Regions from separate parts of the Arachis hypogaea genome. Here region 2 is linked to region 1. The links are chromatin contacts, called in public Hi-C maps. All regions are on one chromosome and are shown on one strand. Each heading gives the region's core, a stretch centred on a gene start, on an enhancer-like site or on the middle of the called end of the contact. The rest is flanking DNA. Distances are from core to core; before and after follow the strand shown. Region 1 holds the start of LOC140176556. Region 2 has its middle 19 kb from the start of LOC112737356.

Region 1 (2,700 bases), core at 157-2,656:
TATACATAGAATAGATAGTCTAAATATAATATTTTTTTTGTCTTTTTGGTATAAGGGATGTATACGGTGGAATTTCAAAAATGAGATCTACCACATGCTCACATTCTTTTATGGTTAAGTGGAGACCATAAGATAACAACGACAACTCAAATTGATCAGTTAATATCTTCAGAGTTAACAGATCCTGTTCGGTACCCAAAATTATTTAGAATTGTATCTACATATATGATTCATGGATCATGTGGTAGAGCATTCTCAAAATCTCCCTGCATGAAAGATAGGTACTGCACCAAATATTATCCCAAGACATTCAGTAGAACCACAGTTATCGATGATAGTAGATACCCATCACATAGAAGACGAGACACAGGGGTGATTACTAAGAAGAAGGGAGTCCATATGGATAATAGAAATATGGTTCCATACAATGCATATCTACTGATGTCTTATTAAGCGCATGTTAATGTTGAGTACTGTAACAAGTCGAATGCTATCAAATATTTGTTCAAGTACGTGAATAAAGGTCCAGACAGGGTAGCAGTTGGAGTTACAAATGAAGCTTCCAGTGGAGAGGATGCTCAGGTTATTGATGAGATCAAACAATTTTATGATTGTAGATATTTGTCTGCATGTGAGACTGTGTGGAGAATCTTAGCGTATGATATTCATCAAAGGTGGCCTTCAGTGACGAGGTTAACCTTTCATTTGCCTGGAGAGCAAAATATCATCTTTAAAGATGATGACGATCTTAAAGAAATTCCGGAAGAAGAGGAAGGAAAATGTACGATGTTCTTAGCATGGATGGAGGCCAATAAAAATTTGAAGCAGGTCAAACTTTGACGTATGCTGAGTTTCCAAATCAATTTGTTTATGATAGAGAATCAAGGGAATGGTATCCACGCAAAAGAGGATATTCTATCGGGAGGTTAAATTATGTTCCACCGGGTACATGTGATATTTATTATATGAGAATTTTGTTAGCTATTCAGAGAGGTTGCACAACATATGAGTCTATTAGGACAGTTAATGGAATTACATATTCTAACTTCCAAGATGCTTGCTATTCCATGGGACTACTGTACGATGATAGGAAATTCATTACAGCTATTAATGAGGTAGCTGAACTTGCATCTGGTCATCAATTGAGAAAACTATTTGCGATGCTACTAATAGCATTAGCAACCCAGAGCGTGTTTGGAATGCAACTTGGACATTATTAGCTGATGGAATACTATATGAGAGGAGAAAAACTTTGAAAAACCAAGGTATTTTACTATGTGTTTTTTTTATATCAAGATTGTATTCTCTTATTATCTTTATTTTTATTGATAATATTAATAGTTTTATTTTGGAATTACTTATTAAATATTTCATAAAACCACCATGTGATTTTGCTAGGACTAAACATGACTGATGACGAATTGAAAAATCTCTGCCTTATTGAGATTGAGAAAATACTCAACAGCAATGCGAGATCTTTAAAAGACTATCAATCAATGTCATATCCTGAGATGTCTGATATTCGCCTTTTTCAGAATAAGCTAATAGAGGAGGGGTTAGCATATGACACAAATGAGTTGACTCATACAAACTTATATACAGAACAAAAGATAACTCATGAGCAAAGGTTAGTATTTGATGAGATACTCAATGCTATTATTACAGACTCTTGTGGTTTTTACTTTGTTTATGGTCATGGTGGGTGTGGTAAGACATTTATTTGGAATGGATTTTCTTCTGCTATTCGGTCTAAAGGAAAGATTGTTTTAAATGTCGCATTCAATGAAATTGCTTCTTTACTCCTACCTGGTGGCAGAACGGCTCATTCTAGATTTTCAATACCCATTACAATTACTGATGAATCTACTTGCAACATCAAGCATGGCAGTTTGAAGGCTGAGCTGCTCATCAAAAATAGCTTAATAATTTGGGATGAAGCTCCAATGCTCAATAAAATGTACTTTGAAGCACTTGATCGGACGCTCAAGGATCTTATGTCAGTTACTGATCAACATAAGACACATTAACCATTTGGTAGTAAGGTTGTTGTTCTAGGAGGTGATTTCAGACAGATACTTCCGGTGATTCCGAAAGGAAGTAGACAAGATATATTGGCATCCGCTATTAACTCATCCCATCTGTGGTTATTTTGTAAGGTTCTGAAACTGCATACGAATATGAGGCTTCTAATGTCTTCTTCAGATCAAGATGATGGTGAAATGAAGAGATTTGCTAATTGGATACTTGATGTTAGAAATGGAAATATTGGCTCTGTTGTTGGTGATGAATCAAAAGTTGAAATTCCAGATGATCTATTGATTACAACTACTGATGACCCTCTCTCTCATTTGGTAGACTTTGCATATCCAAATTTGTTGCAAAACATGTCAAATTACAGGTATTTTCAGAGAAGGGCAACTCTTGCACCCACGCTTGAGAGTGTCGAGAAAGTAAACGATTTTGTCTTGACAATCTTTCCAGGGATGGAAAAGAAGTATTTGAGCTCTGACACAACATGTCAAGCTGATGAGAATGAAGATGTACAACAAGAGTGGTTCACACCAGAGTTCCTAAATGACATCAAATGCTCGGGACTACCCAATCACAAGTTGACTTTGAAGCTAAGAGTCACTGTAATGCTACTGCGAAACATAGACCAGACATCAAGTTTATGCAACGTGACAAGATTAATAGTTAACG
Region 2 (2,700 bases), core at 136-2,635, 35 kb after region 1:
TAAGGAAAAAGGTTGAACCTCTTAAATCAACACATTAAATTATCAAATTATATTTTTGTATATTTAATTTAATTACCACCAATGAATAGATAGATATCCAATTAATGTTAGAGAAAATGTCTAAATGTCTTTGTAAGAATTGCATGATTTTCGTAAGCATACGATATAAAAGTTTTGATAATAAGTATGTTGCAAAGATAAATTTGCTTAAATGAAAACTTCTAATCAAATCAAACCATTATAAAATTGGCAGAAGATAGAACTTTCATTCAAATTATTTAAAAGACATTAAAAAAATACAAAAAAAGGAAAACATAGCACTATAGCAGACATTCTTTAATTTGGCAGATTTATTTAATAAATAAAGAAATTGGAAAGATATTGGCATTTGGCAACAACTCCTTCAGCGTAAAATGGCAATGCCCCAAAAGAAAAGGAACCTATCTACGTCACATAACTCACAAGGCTTTGTCTTTAAGAAATTTAATGTAATTTAATCTGCTTTGAAATAATGCCTCTCCTCAGCATTATTAACAAATCCATGGTTGGTCGAGTGGTTCGTTTAAGTGTTTGAATTTTGTTTTGTATATGTAGTAATTTATTGGTCAATAATAAATTTTTAAATGAAATTTCGATTTATAATAAATTAATTTTTAATTTATCAGACTAAAAAATATTATAAAAAAACTTCAAAAAATATTTCTATCAAACATGTATAATTATATATCCTAGAGAAACTTATAAATAAAGAAAATGAGATAAGCCTTAAATAAGAAAAAAAATGTCATTGCATTATTATTATTATTATTGGTCTAGCTCACAAAATAGTTCCCAATAAATGATAATCTTTAATATTACTTAATTAATAAGAGTAATATGACAGTTATATTTTTGAAAAACTTTATAATAAATTTATAGCTCCATAAGAAAAAAAATTACCATGTAAGTATTTAATGATTGAAATGGTAGATTTATAAATTCTTGACAGAATGTAATAGAAGAATGAATTAATTAGTTAGTAATATTTTAAAAATTTAATATAATAATTAATTAATAGTATAAAACTTATTACATATTTATTAATTTATATTTGTTTTTTAAAGACTATTTACATGATAAACATAAAAGATAACTATTTTTATTAAGGTATAAAATTATTTTATATTAATATGAAAATTAAATTCTTAAATTAAAGAGGAAAGTGCAAATCAACAACATGGGACAGGCCACAAATCAAATGTCAAACTTAATATTATAATCTTTGAAGACCAAATCTCATGCAGACCAAAGACGCCAACAAAGTGAGAGAGAAGAGGCTTTCACGTTTGCTCCCTTCAATCACGGGCTTCCACGTGGATCCCTCCAATTCGTGGACCCTATGCTGACATGGACAAAGGGAGTGAAAAGAGAACAAGAAAAACTGTACCAGAAAAAAAAAACACGCACACTAACTTGCACATATAAATACCATCAGCAAAACACAAAAGCGAAATAGGTTGAAGAAAAAGAAAATAAAGAGGCCGTCCCCGCAACAATTTTAATTTTTTTTTTCCAAAAAATTCTCCATTTTCCTTTTTTACTTTATTTTTCTTCTTCTTCTTCTTCCTATTTTCTTTTTTCTTTTTTTCCAATTTAATTATTTTCTCTCTCAACAAACGAACAAACATCAGTACCTCTCACAAAAGAAAAAAAAGAAAAAAAAAACACCGTTTCGTTTTTAGCTCTCTTCTTCTCTTCTCCCTCCGCTTTCTAGGGCTGCGAAACATTTTCCGAGAAATTAGAGGAAGCTAGATTGATCGAAGACCTCAACGACGACGACGACGAAGAAGAAAGAAACCAGAAAAAAATTTAAAATGATAGTAAAAAATTAGGGAAGAGAAGAACGAACAAAGAAAAAGAAAGAAAAAAAAACGCCGCGAAGAACTTTCAATTTTTTCACGAATCTGGAGGTATTTCGAATCGCAATCTGGTGGTGGTGGTGGCGGATCTCGGTTGGCGCTGAACCTTCCCTGCCATTTTTATTTTTTGAATCGGCACGGTTGAACGCATTCGGAGCTGTAATAATCGCAGATTTTCTTCCTTTTTTCATGTTGTTGTTGTGGATCTGTTGAAATTAACTGTGTTGTTGATGTGTTTGAAGGATCGAGAGGTAGGAGAACGATGAAATGGGGGACGTTGCTTAAGGACTTCAGAGAGAAGGTTGGCTTCACTCAATCGCCGCCCTCTGTTTCTTCTTCTTCAGCTTCAGCTTCAGCTTCCGCTTCTTTTCCTTCTGCTTCTTCCCCTACATCTCTTCCTTCGTCTTCTCCTAACCACAATGCCTTCTCAGCTTCGCAAATCTCTCCTCTCTCTCCTTCCAGGTTTGTTCCGCATCAACATTCTTCTTTTAGCACTATTTTACTTAATGTAAATCTTTGAATAATTAGTTAAGGAATGCTTTGTTTTAGTCAGGCTAGAGGATTGATACTTCACTTCTTATTTTATTTTATTTTTTTGTGTGTTAAATATAGTTTTTGGCTAAATCTCTCTCAGTGTGAAGTTTGATTAAAATGCATTTGATTATGAGCTATTTTGAGTTGAAAATAAGTATGATTCTGATGTGCTAGTAGTTGGTTGGTTGAGTTTAAGCAATGGAAATTGTATTCTGTTGTTTGAGTGGGAGGATTTGAGCTTGGCTATTACATTGGCTTCGAGTTTTGC

The links. A called contact is a pair of places that touch in the nucleus more often than the background predicts.
Region 2: a contact with region 1 is called in a Hi-C map of leaf, with 4 times the contacts expected there. The contact joins the enhancer-like site here to the promoter of LOC140176556 in region 1. A contact is called at or near these places in 7 of 8 Hi-C or Micro-C datasets (leaf and an unstated tissue).

Annotation. Positions count from the first base shown.
Region 1 is chr2:10,996,209-10,998,908 of arahy.Tifrunner.gnm2.J5K5, forward strand. LOC140176556 reads left to right here and starts at 1,407. Exons shown (of 1, transcript XM_072208080.1): 1 at 1,407-2,027. The coding sequence starts at 1,407. The coding sequence ends at 2,027.
Region 2 is chr2:11,031,291-11,033,990 of arahy.Tifrunner.gnm2.J5K5, forward strand. It overlaps the pseudogene LOC112737350. Among protein-coding and RNA genes, the nearest start is that of LOC112737356, 19 kb to the right of the region's middle. Within about 2 kb of position 1,386, at least 2 of the 3 cell types and tissues checked have open chromatin away from gene starts, as enhancers often do.